Regions from separate parts of the Sus scrofa genome. Here all the other regions are linked to region 1. Evidence: chromatin contacts called from public HiChIP or PLAC-seq data. All regions are on one chromosome and are shown on one strand. Each heading gives the region's core, a stretch centred on a gene start, on an enhancer-like site or on the middle of the called end of the contact. The rest is flanking DNA. Distances are from core to core; before and after follow the strand shown.

Region 1 (5,137 bases), core at 989-3,488:
AGCTGTGTGTAAGATCGGGTGTTTCTACAGAACTTTCCATGCATTTCTGCTCCTTAGTGCCAGTGCGGGCCTGAGGCACATTATTAGTCTTTCAGGAAATATTTGGAGAAAGGCAGGAAGATGGGAGAGGGTGGCCACGTAGGTGTTTGGGGGTGGGGGAGGCTGCTGCAGACAAGCAGACGGCAGAGGAAGGACATTCTCGCTGCTTCTGTGTGCGTCTATTGCCACCTGGCGGTCATGGGGAGAAGTGCTTCTCTGAGTGAACCTCTGTCGCAGCGCACCTAAGTCATTTCCCATCTACAGGTGGGACCTTTAGACCCAGAGTCCACAGGCCTCCCCACAACGTACACCTGTGTGATTTTTCTTTTTCCACTGGAACTTACTTTGATAGTTGTTTTCAAGGCCTATGCATTTGAAGGGAAATAGAAAAAACAGGTATCACGGAGGACTGGCATCTCTTAAGTTGTCTCCACTCAAACGAATAGGCTCTGTCACTTCTTTAGAGGCTCTTTGCTGGCAAGAACTGTGCCTGCCTTAGCTCTGAGTCCCACACACCTGCAGGAACACGCCACATGACGTGTCCATATCCATGTGGTCATAGTCTGGCTCCTCCATGGAACTCTACAATAGCTTCTGTTAATTCCATATTTACCATGTGTCAAGGGCTTGATAAGTTTGTGTAATTCTCATGACAGTCCTGCAAGGCAGGAATGACATTTCCATCTGACAGTCGAGGGAGCTGAGGCAGTAGTGAGGTACTTCGACCTTGAAGCTGGGACTCCAACCCTGTGGGTCCCCCGGGCCCAGGCCCCGCCACTCACACGTTCCTTCACTCCCACCAAAGTGATAGCTCCTCCTCCAAGAACCTCTGTTCCTGTCTCCCTCATGCCATCTTTAGCCCTCTCCTGCCTTTGGATCATATTCCTCTTTCTCTGAACCAGACACTCAAGCTCCATGAGGCCATTGTCCTCACAGAGTCTCAGGCTTTCCGGGGCCGGTGGGGAGGGGTGCTTCAGACACACAGAGTCTCAGGCTTTCAGGGTGGGGCGGGGCCTCAGGGCAGATGTGTGCCCTTATTCACCAAATTGTGAAATCGCAACAGTTCTGTTACTAAAAGGTTATTAATTATCAATCAATCCATCAATCAGTCTGGAGTTTCTGTCTAGGCTCAGCAGGTTAAGGACCCAACATAGTATCCATGAGGATGCAGTTGGATTCCTGGCCTTACTCAGTGGGTTAAGGATTTTAGGGAGCCGTGAGCTGCAGTGTACATTGCAGATGAAGCTTGGATCCTGCAGTGCTGTGGCTGTGGTGTAGGCCAGCAGCAGCAGCTCCCATTAGACCTCTAGCCCAAGAATTTCCACATGCTGCAGGTGTGGCCCTAAAAAGGAAAATAAGTAAATAAATAAAGGTTGTTAGTTCTGGAGGAGGAGCTGCAGAGGGGGTAAGCACAGTGAGTCTGGGTTTATAGATTTGGGGAAACTGATTAGCAGGCAGGAGCAAAGAGGTCAGTCTGGGAGCTTCAGCCTTGAGCAGGCCAAGTAGAGGCATCAAAGAAAACAAGTCTCAGAACCAGAGGAGTCTGTCTTGCAAGGTGTGCAGGGCCTTCCAGGCAGCCGGCCTGCATCTCCAGATCAGAATCCCCCCAGGGAGGTAAGGCTCTCTGACCAGGGGCTGCTGGAGGAGGGGGTGGGGAGAGGCAGCGTCTGTCCCTCAGCGCCGGTGCCGGAAGCAGGGGAATGGACACAGGACTCCGGGCGGAAGGATCCTGGCCTGCAGGTCGTTCAAGGACAGAAGCAGATCGGGGGTGAGCAGATGGGAAATTAAGAGTCAGTGGAAGAAAGGAAAAGAGAGTGGTGACAGGTGTGGGCAGAGGCCAGGTTCACAGCGAAGGACAGCCTTGCGGGTTGTCCGAGTCCGGTCTGTCCGACGGACGGAGGTCCCCAAGGCCCTGCCGAGCCAGGCCTGACCCCTTCACCCCTGGAGGTGCGCCGGGCAGTGTGGGCCTCGGGGCGGCCCTGGCTATTGCTGGGCACAGAGCAGGGCGGGATTTTACCAACCACCATGTCTTCGGGTGTGTGCGGCTTCCATGTCTGCGCCGAGAGTAGGAGACGGAAGAGAAACGTGAATATCTGACCATCAAAGGACAGGGGAGCTGGCCGCCCGTCCTGGGGGTCTGCGGCCCCGTGGTCGCAGCTGCTGACCCTCCCTGCCTGTGGACGCAGGCCTGGCAGGAGGCCCGCCAACTGGCTGAGCGGCAGCTGAGTTTCCAAGGCAGGGTAACCAGCTGGTCAGCGGGGCCAAAGCCTGGATCGCTGCGCCGGGCAAGCTGGTCCTGGCGGCCTCCCAGGTACCCCCTCGGTGCCCAGGCCCGCACAGGTGGCTCTACTCCACAGTTGAGTCGAAAACAAAATCCCTGCCAGCTGTGAAGGAGCAGCCGGGCCCAGCCTCTGGGCTTCCCGAAACGTGCAGTGCTGATCACACTCCCGCCCTAGAGTCTCTGTTGCGTGAAGCCGAGTTTCTGGCTTTCCAGGAAGAAACCCAGCACACAGGGATGGAGAAAAAAATCACACACATCAGTGTTTTCAGAGTCAGTGCCTCCTTGTCTACAAGTTCAAAAAAAAAAAAAAAAAAAATCATTGCCCAGAGCCCCGGCATATGTCGGGACCACGTTGTCCCACAGTGTCTTGAGGACAAGGGGGGTGGGGGGGCGGCTGTCTAATTGCTCCCGATTTCACAGTTTCTCTTTCGGCGATTGCAAACTATTTCCGTCTTCCCATATGCGTTTGGCTACCACTAATTGGGGAAAGTTATTTTTAGTATTTCCTCTTCTTTCCATCTTTGCAGATCTGCCCTATTTAGGGGGAAAATCTAGAAAAGAGTAGTGGTTTTTTTAAAGAGGAATACCAGAGATGTTTTAAAGTTCTGCAAGCACCATTTTTATGTTCAGTGGAGAAGCCAGTAAGGGAAGAAGGATCCCAAATCCCGGGTTTTTGGAGTTCCTGCTGTAGCACAGCGGGATCAGCAGCATCTCCGCAGCACTGGGATGCCGGTTCGATCCCCGAGGGGCACAGTGAGTTAAAGGATCCTGCATTGCTATTGCCGTAGCTGTGGTGTAGGTCACAACTGAAGCTCAGATCTGATCCCTGGCCTAGGAGCTCCACATGTGGCAAGGTGGCCAAAAAGAAAACGAACAAGCAAACCAAATCCTGGGTTTTATCCCCGACACCTGTGCTGGCATGGAAAGGGAAACAAGGGTCCTTTCGTCCTTCAAGACCCAGGTCGGGGTCAGCATCTCTCATAAGTCCCCTGTATCCCCCACCCACCTCCTGCTCCTGGCAGACTCACAGCCCTCAAATCCAGCAACCACTCTGGCCCTGTACCTGACTACATCTTCTTATATTTCACATACTCCCTGTACCCCCCAAGAATTCTGCCAAGTTTAGGTATCCTTTTAAAAAATATATATGAAGAATTCAAATCAGATTTAAAATTAGTTTTACTTAATCTGGGCCAAAATCAACTTCTACTAATTTTAACTTGATAAGCAGCTTTAAATTTATTTTAGTATTCAAATTTAAAATAATCCCAGAACACAAATATTTGTTTATTGATGTCAAAATTAAATAGTATTTTTTTTTTCTTTTCTTTTTTTTTGGGGGGCTACACTGGCGGCATATGGAAGTTCCCAGGCTAGGGACTGAATTAGAGCTGCAGCTGCCGGCCTACACCACAGCTCACGGCAAAGCCAGATCCTTAACCCACTGAGTGAGGCCAGGGATTGAACCTGCATCCTCATGGATGCTAGTCAGATTTGTTTCCACTGCATCATGATGGGAACTCCTAAACAGTATTTTCTTATCACTTGGTTTAATATTTTGTTTTTAACTATCATTTACCAGAACTAATTTTAAAAAAGCAGTTCTTGAACCACATAGAAATATGAAGATTTTACTATTTTGATCAGGGTCATCTTGGTCATAGTACCCAAAAACTGGTTACTGTTGAAACAGCTTAATTTTTTTTAGTTCTTCATTACTCAGATACTTAAAATTAGGAACTCCTTCAAATATGTGAGCACTTCAGAAAAATGTAATTAAAAATAATTAACCCACTACACACTTATTAGAATGGCCAAAATCCAAAACACTGACAATACGAAGTGTTGGCAAGGGTGTGGATTAACAGGAACTCTCATTCATCGCTGTGGGAATGCAAAATGGTACAGATACTTTGGAAGACAATTTGGCAGTTTCTTACAAAACTAAACATACTCTTACCGTATGATCCAAAAGTTGTGTCCCTTGGTATTACCCAGAGGAGCTGGAAACATGTCCACATGGAACCCTGCACACACATGTTTACAGCAGCTTTATTCATAAGCGCCAAACCTTGGAAGCCACTAAGATATCCTTCAGTAGATGAATGGGTAAATGAATATGGTCCATCTGACAATGAAATATTACTCAGCAGTAAAAAAAAAAAAAAAAAAAAAAAAAAGGCTATCAAGCCATAAAGAGACATGGAGGAAACTTAAATGCATATTGCCAAGTTAAAGGAGTCAATCTGAAATGGCCTCATATGATATGATTCCAACCATATGAAAAAGCAAAACTCTGGGGAGAATAAAAGGATCAGTACTTGTCAGAGGCTGAGCAGGAGGGAGGGGTAAATTAGCAGAACACATGGAACCTTATTTTTTCTTTTTTTCTTTTTTTTTTTTTTTTTTGTCTTTTTGTCTTTTGTTATTGTTGTTGTTGTTGCTATTTCTTGGGCCGCTACCGAGGCATATGGAGGTTCCCAGGCTAGGGGTTGAATCGGAGCTGTAGCCACCGGCCTACGCCAGAGCCACAGCAATGCAGGATCCGAGCCGCGTCTGCAACCTACACCACAGCTCATGGCAATGCCGGATCGTTAACCCACTGAGCAAGGGCAGGGACTGAACCCGCAACCTCATGGTTCCTAGTCGGATTCGTTAACCACTGCGCCACGACGGGAACTCCCTTATTTTTTCTTTTTAGGCCAGCACTTGCAGCATGTGGAAGTTTCCAGGCTAGGGGTCAAATCGGAGTTGTAGCTGCCAGCCTACACCACAGCCATAGCAACACCAAACTGGAGCTACATCTGTGATCTGTAC
Region 2 (5,137 bases), core at 1,803-4,302, 230 kb before region 1:
TGTACAGCAAAGTGAATCAGTTTTATAAATATAAATATAAATATAAATAAATATTCTACATCCATTGTTTTTCAGGTTCTTTACTCGTATAGGCTATCAGAGTACTGAATAGATTTCCCCGGGCTATGTGGTCAGGTCCTTATCAATTCTGTGTACAGGAGTGTGTATATGCCAATCCCAACCTCCCAATTTATCCCTCCTCCCAGACTAACTTGATTTAACAAGAGCGAAACATTATTTTAAACTCACCTGTGACTGTACAAACATCTATGGTGCAAGCAGTTATCTGTGTATTAATTCACAGACTTCCAGGAACAAAGCAGGGCTGAACAAACGCCTCCTTGCCTGGGGCCACGGGAAACAATTGCCGGGCTAATCATTCAGGGCACTGGCTTTGACTTTGACCTGAGGGAAAGGAAGCTGCCTATAAGTTATGGTCACTTGGCTAATATTGTAGGGAGACTAGCTTACTGAAACATTTGAGCTGGTCTTTTGCATGATTATATGTGGTGTGAGGAGCTTGTTCTGGACATAATTCTTGAAAAATGTGAGCGTGTTGAAGACGTCTGGGTCCCTGGAGGTATGTGGAGGAGAGGGTCCTAGAGTTTGCAGGCAGCACAACGCCGCTTTCTGATCAATCTGCTGCTGGACAGGAGCGTCCGAGCGCCCTCTAGGGGCAGCTGGCTGGACGGGGCTGGGGGCAGGGCACCTGTCAGCCTTTCTGCAGGGTTGTCACCACCAATGCCATTTTCCTCCAAATACCCCATGAGAAATGGCTGTGGTCTTATTAAATGTTGTGTCAATGATGACTTTATCCTGCATTTTTTGAAGGAGGTGGGCAAGTAAGGTGATTTAAGGTTAAGATCCCAGAATTTGGAGTCTATTTTTCCATGTTTTATATTTTATTTTAATGTGTATATTTATTGATTGACAGTCTTGTGTTGGTTTCAGGTATACAGCACAGGGATTCTGTTACACATATATATTCTTTTTCAGATTTTTTTTCCCCTTATAGGTTCTATTTTTCTTTTATCTTCAAAAGTTTGTCCCCTTTTCCCTACTACTACCACTGCTCTCATCTTTGTGTATGGCCCCAACCACTAACTGCCCCCTGTCACCAGCTCCGTCTTCTTAGGGATCTTTCTAAGCAGGAAAGATCAGTCTTGCTTAGCATTCCCCAAAGGCTCCCCCAGCCTCTAGGACAGTGTCCAAATTACCCTCAGGATTTGGAGTCCTCTCACCTGTAGCCTCTGTCCTAGCAGGTCCTGGGCATGGACCCAAAAGACCAGTCTGTCCTTCTGGGCTCAGGGTCCGAGCCCACTCCAGCAACTTATAAGCACAGCCTGCCTCTGCCTCCCAGCAAAGCCAAGTCTAGAAGGCAGCCTGGCCCTTCTCCTCTGAGTATTGCCCACCATCCTGTTAAGAGGTCCAAGCTCATAATGCTTAAGCACGGCAGGCCCATGAAACAAGACGTTCGTTATTGGGGCAGGGAACAGCGACTTTACTGGGAAAACTGGCAGACCGAGAAGACAGTGGCCTAATGCCCCCAAGAACAATCTTCCCCAAGGAGCATTCAGGCTTCTTTTACACCGAAGGGGGGAGGGGTAGAGTCCTGGTTCAGGAGGGGATGTGTTAACTTCTTCCTTCCCGAGGCCATTCACAGGTGGGCCTGGTCAGGATGTGCCTTTGCAGTGTTTTAGCTTAAAGCACATCCCCTGGGAAGCAGTGTTCCCAGGATGGGCCATTAGGTATAATTTAAGCTTTTAGACAACCTCTCTTTAGTGATTACTATACAAAGGTTCTTCCCTGTTATACTCCAACACCTGGGACAAAAACTGCACTCAATGATATTGAAAAGCACTTTACAGTTTATAGCGTTTTCTCATACTACTGAGGCCGCACAAAACTCAGGTGGAAGTATTTTCTAATTATACAGGGCGGGAACAGAGGCTTGAAAAGCCCGTGGCTCATATTATAGCCTCTCCGGCAGCAGGATGGGCATTCAAGCTCCGGTTTCTCAGCGTGTGGGGATGGGGCCTGTGACGCCGCCAGCACACAGGGCTACAACCACTGTCTTCACCTCCCTCACCCACATCCTCATCCTCAAAGAAGACAGTAGTAATTCCGAGTTGGACTTGTTACGCTGATTAAATGAAACCGGGCCTGGGGAGTGTCTAAGAGGGCCTGACTCGCAGCCCACGCTGTAAACGTGAGTTCCCTTTCTGACCCTAAGCTTACACTATTCCGACAGCAGCTCCTCCTCTGAGCTCCAGAGGCCACTGGGGGTGCCAACTGTGGAGCACTGTGAGTCTTTGCACGCGACAGACAGCTGCGCTGGGAACCAGCAGTCCTTAAAGGAGTGTGGCTACCACTGCACAGCTGGAGAGGCCGGCAGGACAAAACTAAGGGGGCCCTGGAGGCAGGGCTGGAACAAGGCCCATGAGGGTCCTTGTTCAACCCAGCGAACGCGGGCGCCCCAAGGCGCGCCCCGCCGAGGGGCCCGCCCAGCCTTGCGGTCTATTCCCACCCCAGAGGGCAGTGCCCGCCCCCGGGCCCCACTTTACCTCAGCCCCTCCCCCTCCCTCCCCTGGGTCCTGCACTGTCTCCTTGGGCCTCCGAAAGGAAGAGGGTCCCGGGGCGGAGAGAGCTGGAGCCGCAACCCCGCCCCCACCGCGGCGCCGGCTGACGGGAGGCGGAACATGCGCACCCGGCGGCGGGCCGGAGCGAGAAGGGGGGGCGCAGGCCCGAGCGGGCGGCGCTGCGGGGAGCCGGCCGGCCGTGGGCGGGGAGCCGGGCGCAGGAGCTGGGAGCGCGCCGCCAGCGCCGCCGCCGGACGGGAGAGGGTGTGCGAGCCCGGCGCGCCGCGCGCAGGGGATGCGAGCGGCAGGGAGCCGCCGCGCCGCCGCGCCGGGAGAACGCGAGCGGCAGTGACCTCAGCCGGGGGAGACAGCCAGGCGACGGCGGCTGCGAGCCCGTGGGGATCCTCGGGGCCCGGGTGCGGGGGACGGCGGCGGCGCGGGAGCGCCGGGCGCAGACCGGGCGGGGCTGGCGGACAGTGATGAGCGGGCGCGCGGGGAGGCTGCACGCCGCTGCCGCCGCCGCCGCCTGGAGCATCAGCCGCCCGAGCTGCTGCTCGCCGCCGGGGCCCCGGCCATGGAGACGCTGAACGGCCCCGCGGGCGGCGGCGCCCCAGACGCTAAGCCGCAGCCGCCCAGCCAGCACCACCGCCACCACCACCTCCACCCGCTGGCCGAGCGGAGGCGGCTGCACCGCGCGCCCTCGCCTGCCAGACCCTTTCTCAAGGACCTGCACGGGCGGCCTGCGGCCCCAGCCCGGTCGCCCCCTCTTCGGGCCGAGCCGCGGCGCCCGCCGCCCCGCGCTCGCCCAGCCTCGCGGGCAAGGCGCCGCCCTCGCCGGGGCCCTTGGCCGCGCCCGGCCGCCTCTCCCGGCGCAGCGGCGGCGCCCCTAGCGCGAAGGACAAGCCGCCGCCGGGCGCCGGGGCCAGGGCAGCGGGCGGCGCCAAGGCCGCTCCGGGCCCCAGGAGGGCGGCGCGCGCGGTGCCCGCCGAGCCGCTGCCCCGGGTAGGGAAGCCGCCTCCCGGGGCCGAGCCGCCGTCCGCCGCTGCCAAGAGCCGAAAAGCCAAACGCGGCTCCGGGGCGGCTCCCGCCCGCACCACCGGGCCCCTGGTCCCCGCCGTCCCGGTCCCGGCCGTGATCCTCGCCGTGACCTCCGTGGCCGGCTCGCCGGCCCCCGGCTCGCGCATCAGCCACACCGACAGCAGCTCCGACCTCTCCGACTGCCCATCCGACCCCCTGTCAGACGAGCAGCGCCTACTCCCTGCCGCCAGCAGCGACGCCGAGTCCGGCACAGGCTCCAGCGACCGGGAACCCCTGCGAGGAGCTCCCGCAACAAGCCGCGCAGCTCGGGGGGCGCCGCCGGGCAGCCCGGAGCCCCCTGCCCTTCTCGCCGCGCCCACCGCCGCCAGCGCCTGCCTTGCGGGACGGAGCAGCCCGAGTGGGGTCCTTGTGGAGGATGCCGGGGGGCGCGCGCCGCTGGAGCGAATGGTCCCTGGGACCCCCAAGGAGCGCGGCCAGGGCGAGCAGCCCCGGCTGGTGCAGGCGGCGGAGGAGGAGGAGCTGCTGCGGGAGATGGAGGAGCTGCGCTCGGAGAACGACTATCTCAAGGTGCGCAGTTCGCCCGCCGCAGGTGTACCGGAGGCGACCCCGGGGTCGGGTGCGGGCGGGGACTCACGCTCGCCTCCTTCCGGGTCCCTAAAGCGCTTTTTTTCCTACTGCTTTTCACTTTCCTGTCCCTGCACACCCCAGGTCTTGGGAACTTGAGCCAAAACTTCTGGAAGGAGCAGCGAGACTCGTGGGTCCGGGCAGCTTCTCAACCCACTTAGCTTGTTTCTACAAGTCTCGCTTCTTTCCTCTGGTCTATTTGCCCCGTTGATGGGCCGCGTGGATTAGAGAGGCGGCTATAGTCCTTTGGGATTCACAGTGGACCTCCCCACCCCACCCTCACCTGTGGGAGCGGGTTGTCCCGGGCAGAAGAGCTTTGGTCCCGGCCCGGTGGGCTGACTGTGGGTTCCGGAGGGTGCGGGGGGCCCAGGCCGCAGACCTGCAGGCCACTTCTCCCGCAGTTGCAGAAAGCCAGGCCCCTGCGTGTCTTCCCTGGGACCTCAGACCTCACAGCACAGACAGCGAGGCCTCGCCCTTTTCAGGGGTAACCTACGGTTCAGAAGCCCCTAGAGTACGGCCTGGGCGGAGGGACCACGGTGTTGTGCTGGCCAGTCCTTTGTGAGCGTCCATCAGCCTGTTTTTCCATGTTAGAAGAGGCCACTTGGTTCCCTCCTCACGCCGGCACTTTCGAGGGAATCGCAGCCTCTGCGTCCTATCTGCGTGCTTCCTGGGGCCTGCTCTAAGTGGCTTCTTGGTCCTGTTAGCTTTGGGGCACAAGGCTGGCTGGCTCCATCTTTTCTCCCAGGAAAAGGCAGCGCTGCAGAAGGAAGGATTTGGACAGTGTTGGGGGGAGGTTGGGGCAAGCCTGGTAACTAGGAAGTGAGGGTAGTGCTGAAAGCAGCTGTTTTAATTTACTGTGATACTCAGATTAGGTACTAGCTAATAGTGTATGTCTA
Region 3 (5,137 bases), core at 1,052-3,551, 140 kb before region 1:
CACAGGCAGGTGGGTATCGAGGTCACGGCCCCTTGACTGGCCCCCACCCTGGAGAGGAGACCCCTGGTCTGCTTATGTCACCAGGTCACCTGCTGGTATCCCAGGGAGCAGGAGATTGGTTTGCTTGGCTATACACATAACTAAGGACACAGTAAGATCACATCAAGAGGGTCCCCTCAAGGCCAGTGAGTGTCCCTCTAAAGGAGGAAAAAAAAGGTGTTGAAGAGAGTGGCCTGTGCCTTATGAAGTTTGACCATCCTTCTGAGAAGGCAGCGCCGTGACCACGGCCTGGGAAAGAACTTAGGGCTTTTTTTTGTGGTTTACTGAGTGGACATTAGCAGCCTCTCTAAATTGGCAAAATGCAGAGCACAGGAGGGAAGACCCAGCATTGTATTTATTCCCCAAAAGTACATATAGAGCATTCCAAGCTTTTTTTTTTTTTCTCTTGCTTTGTAGGGCCGCACCCACGGCATATGGAGGTTCCTAGGCTAGGGGTCAAAACTGGAGCTACAGCTGCCGGCCTACACCACAGCCACAGCAATGTGGGATCCAAGCTGCGTCTGCAACCTACACCACAGCTCATGGCAACGCTGGATCCCCAGCCCACTGAGGGAGGCCAGGGATTGAACTCAAATCCTCATGGATTCCGGCCAGATTGTTTCCGCTGTGCCACAGTGGGAACTCCATGTTCCAGGTTCTTTTTAAGCCACATAACACATAATGTCCCAACCAAAAGTATTTAACGACACTTCAGAAAACCTTAAAGCGCATATAGAGAGAGATGGGGTTTCAGTGTAGAAACCAGTAATTGTTCGTGTTGTCGAAGGTCTCATTTATTATAGGCAGGCAGGCCCTGCCGAGTGATGATGCCACTCGGATCTTTTGCGCTGCTGCACAAAATGGCAGCTGGGTTTGGGGCGTGGAGACCCCGAGAGGCTAGAGCTTTGCTGCTTCTGAACTTCCCGGTCTGAGTCCCTACACACCCTCTCTGCTTCTCTGTGGGTCCCTCGGCAGAGCCTAGCCCTGGGGCGAGGCGCGGGCGGGGTGGACCCCGGGCGCAGCTGCAGCCCCTCAGCCAGCAGCACCCTGGGGCCTCCCCCCACACTGGCCTCCACAGCTGCGGCCCCTCCCTCGGCCCGGAGCCTCAGAGCGCCGCCAGCAGACGAGTGTCAGCAGGACCCAGGCTCAGGTCCAAGTGACGAAAGTGGCGCCGCCTGAGCTCAGGGCTTTGGGAAGTGTGTGTCTGCTCCAGGGCTTCTCTCTGTGTGCACCCAGGTCTTCATGGGCACAGACCCATTTTCTCCTCATATGCACCCACGCGTCACTTTCCCCAAGTCATAGGACTCCAGAAAGAGGTTACTTTCAAGGGGCCTTTTAATGACAGTGATTAGGATGTTTGTGGTGATGCCAGTGTCCAAGGGGAGATTTTAGCTCATGGGACGAGTTTCCAGCGCAAATCAAGTTAGAAAATAAAGTGCAACTTTGCAAACAATCCTTTCAAATCTACCAGTTTTTTAATTAATTATTTACTTATTTATTTTGCTTTTTAGGGCTGCACCTGCGGCATATGGAGGTTCCCAGGCTAGTAGGGATCCAATCGGAGCTGAAGCCACCGGCCTACACCACAGCCACAGCAACACCAGATCTGAGCCGTGTCTGCGACCTACACCACAGCTCACGGCCACATGGGATCCTTAACCCACTGAGCAAAGCCAGGGATTGAACTCGCAACCTCATGGCTCCTAGTCGTATTGGTTTCCACTGAGCCACGACGGGAACTCCCAGTTTTTTTATTTTTAAAAGAGACGTTGTCAATCAGTCCTACTAAGTGTCTGTGATTAACTCAGACAGTATCCCTTAGTTGCCACTGTGCCAAGAACCCACTGTCCCTGAGACCGTGTGCTGGGTGTTTCCCACGCATGCATCCAAATCATTTGGAAAAGAGGGAAAAAATGTAACACATCTGGTTTCTCAAACAATAGTCATGGAAAATTTTACCCCGTGAGATGAAAAATAATGTGAAGTCACTCAGCTGGACTCTCACGTGCCGCGTACTTTAATGTCATCTCTCTTTTCTGCCTCCTCCTGCCATTGCTAACTTCTCAGCTCTTCCCCTTGAAGGCGCAGATGGACCCGCGAGTTTCTACTTTGTGCCATATGAGCGGGAGGCACGTGGATGGGCCAACAGGGTTAGAATCCAGACAAGCAGAATCAGATGTGCCTTTACTGGCCCCCTCTCTCCATGGCAGTCAGGAGCCACCCGTCCGAGGACAAGATTAATGAGCTCTACTGTACTCGACAGCTGGCTCCTGGGAGAGCTCTTCTGGGGGAGGAGGTCTCTGCCCTGAGGCCGTGTGGGTGCCAGCCAGTGGCCTGGACGAAAGAGCCGAGCACGTGTCTTGGGGCTGCCCAGCAGAGCCGCACCTTCTCGGAAACTCCCGAGAACCTCCCGCGAACCTCCCAAGATGATAAACAGAATGGGAAACGTGGCCTGACTTCTTTCCCAAGGATAAATTCACAAGTAACAAAATTTCCCAGGCCTTCTTTGTGTCACATGGAACAGTTTCACAGTTGAACACAGTGGATGGCAACATTTATCACATCAAAAGAGGTTAGAAAAAAAATTACACCTGGCTAGGTTTTTTTTTTTTTTCCTTTTTAGGGTCACACCTGCAGCCTATGGAGGTTCCCAGGCGAGAGGTCGAATCAGAGCCGCAGTTGCAGGCCTACGCCACAGCCATACCAACGCCAGATCCTTTAACCCACGGAGCAAGGCCAGGGCTCAAACCCACATCCTCATGGATACTGGTGGGGTTCTTAGCTTGCCGAGCCACAACAGGAACTCTCTGGTTAGTGGTTTTGATCACCAGTGATTGGCACCTAGACCAGGTTTAGCATCACGTAGGAGTTTAATATTTGCTAAATTAAAAAAGTTATATATATCAGGTTGACCATGGAAGTAGTTCAGAAGAAAACCTCAGGTTAGAAAATGTTTGGTTCTGTGAATGTACTTCATTGGCTGACGGGCGGCAGGGAGCGACTGTCCTGGGAATCGAAAGTGCTTTCAGCTCACGCAGCCGCCTCGAAGAGCCCGCCACAGTGCGAAGGTGAGGCCAGCATTCCTGTGGCCATGGACGTGTTTTCTACTCATTCCAATTCCTGAAATCAGGTTTTTAAACACAGATGGCTATAGTGCCGAAAGTATGACCCTGTGGTTCCATCAGCCAGTCTTCCCAGAATTGGACTACTTTATTAAAAGAGAAGCAACTTTCCACTCAGGGATGTGATGCAATACTTTTTATTAAAGTATGTAAATGCGAAGAACCAAATGTAATTTCCAGAGTGAGATCCTTGCAGTTACATTTCATGTTTGTCTGCCACGGCCACCGGTCACCGAGGAATCCCTCAGGATGCAGCCCCAGGACCAGTAGACTCTGCTCCCTCAACCTCTGTGGCTAACTCAGGGCCCATCAAAGTCAAAGTCAGCCTTTCCCCTGTGGACAGAGTGCCTTGGCTCCTTGGACTTGCCTGGTACCGAGCAGCCCCTCTATTCTGCTCTGCCCAAAATGCAGAAACTTCTAGAAGGGGCACTTCTCACATCAGAGCTGTGATGTGCCCTCCTCCTGCTCCTCCTGAGCCTAGGTGGCGTTGACATTTACGTCACACTTTCATATGTTGCACTTTTGTATGTCGTACCACGATTTATCCTTCAGACTCTGCAGCTTTACAGCCTGCCTGGGAGACGTGCAGCTCTGTATGAAAGGAACCAGACCAGAGCTCATGATTAGGAAACGTTTGATTTCTGCTGTGTATTTTTGTTTGTTTCTGTTACTGTGAAAATAGCACGTGTAGAAGGTGGAAAGTCACAGGTACTGAAAGGAACCTGAGGAAATATTCTCGCAGCCCCGAGCTAACAGTTTGCACCATACCTTTCAGAGTGTGACGTGTGATCTAAATAAGCTGATAAGTTTGCTAATAAGCTCACTCTTCCCATCCAGTTACTGTCATCAGACCTGCCCTAACTTTCCTGGAAGCCTTTGGCTGACGACTCTGGGTTTGTACTTCACTCAACATACATCACTTGCCCTTTAACACACCCACACCTCCTGGTCTTGGGAGCTCTCGGTGAAAGTTGTGGTGACCTGCAGGCCCTGAGCCTATGGGGCCCAGGTCACCTGACGTATTCCCAGACAGGGACAGATGAATCCTCTGCATAGTGTCTATCATCTCTGTAAACTTTCACATTGGGTATGTTTTCAGGGCCAGCCCTCACTGGCTCCTCTTTTATCTGTGAGGGGATAACGGTTTTAGAAAAGAAATCTCTAAATTGATCTGAATGTAACAATGAAGCTAAGAGGGACAGATGGCTTATTTATGAAAATGTTGCTGGATGTGCAAATGTATCCTTTCTGGCTAATCTCAGTAAAGTCTTAGGGCTTCTGCTGGTGGAGGAGTTACTTTTATTGAGCTTACAGGAGGCCCCCTCTTTGTCAACTCGGAACTCTGCATGCCGGGGGTAGCTACCCCAGCATTCTAGAACTCTCTGCCTAAGTGACAAGGCAGTGGAGGCCACATCACCTCTATTCTGTGACTGCTTTTTGTGAGTCACCCCGTAGCAGCAGGTCAGTGCATCTGTTTCAACTTTAGATTAAACCCATCTCCAAGATAAATGGCTCTGATGCAAGCAAAGTAGTTGATGGTAGTTTAGCTCTGATGCGCATGTCAGAAATTTTTGATTTTGTAAAATAGCTGATGTTGCATCACAAAGAGGTACCTCTCTATAAGTTTCCTTTTCTCTATTAATATTTGTCCTATACTTGGATAGCAGTCCTGTTGGCTGAAGCCCAACCTTGAACCTGTTATAAGTTTAACACTTTATAGCACAGTCAAGCTTCTGATGTCAATTGTGGGATCATTTTAAGCCTTGCCCAAGAGAGATGAGCTTGGAAGAGCTAAAATGCCCTTAAAAGGAGGAAAAGGAGGCGTTCCCGCCATGGCACAGTAGGTTAAGAATCGGACTACAGGAGCTTTGGCCACTGTGGAGGCTTGTGTTTGATCCCAGACCCAGTGCAGTGGGTTAAAGGATTTGGTGTTGCTGCAGCTTGGCCTGGGAACTTCCACATGCCGAAAGTGTGGT

The links. HiChIP or PLAC-seq counts read pairs in DNA pulled down with a chosen protein or histone mark.
Region 2: an H3K27ac HiChIP or PLAC-seq map of skeletal muscle shows a contact between it and region 1, with 14 times the contacts expected there. The contact joins the promoter of MTCL1 here to the enhancer-like site in region 1. A contact is called at or near these places in 2 of 5 promoter capture datasets (fetal skeletal muscle and liver), 32 of 47 Hi-C or Micro-C datasets (adipocytes, adipose tissue, alveolar macrophages and 17 more) and 2 of 2 datasets of contacts at active chromatin or transcription factors (alveolar macrophages and skeletal muscle).
Region 3: a contact with region 1 is called in an H3K27ac HiChIP or PLAC-seq map of skeletal muscle, with 4 times the contacts expected there. The contact joins two enhancer-like sites. A contact is called at or near these places in 3 of 47 Hi-C or Micro-C datasets (brain, embryonic fibroblasts and epiblast stem cells) and 2 of 2 datasets of contacts at active chromatin or transcription factors (alveolar macrophages and skeletal muscle).

What each region holds. Positions count from the first base shown.
Region 1 is chr6:98,947,817-98,952,953 of Sscrofa11.1, reverse strand. No RefSeq gene overlaps it. Among named protein-coding and RNA genes, the nearest start is that of NDUFV2, 98 kb to the right of the region's middle. Within about 2 kb of position 2,238, at least 10 of the 83 cell types and tissues checked have an H3K27ac peak or open chromatin away from gene starts, as enhancers often do. A contact at or near this core is called in adipose tissue, fetal skeletal muscle, retroperitoneal adipose tissue and 2 more, where this site is marked.
Region 2 is chr6:99,176,485-99,181,621 of Sscrofa11.1, reverse strand. It overlaps MTCL1 (microtubule cross-linking factor 1), which reads left to right and starts at 3,052. Exons shown (of 16, transcript XM_021096066.1): 1 at 3,052-3,328; 2 at 3,331-4,184. The coding sequence starts at 3,154.
Region 3 is chr6:99,086,600-99,091,736 of Sscrofa11.1, reverse strand. It overlaps MTCL1 (microtubule cross-linking factor 1), which reads left to right. Exons shown (of 16, transcript XM_021096066.1): 9 at 1-9. Among named protein-coding and RNA genes, the nearest start is that of MTCL1, 89 kb to the left of the region's middle. Within about 2 kb of position 2,301, at least 3 of the 83 cell types and tissues checked have an H3K27ac peak or open chromatin away from gene starts, as enhancers often do. A contact at or near this core is called in skeletal muscle, where this site is marked.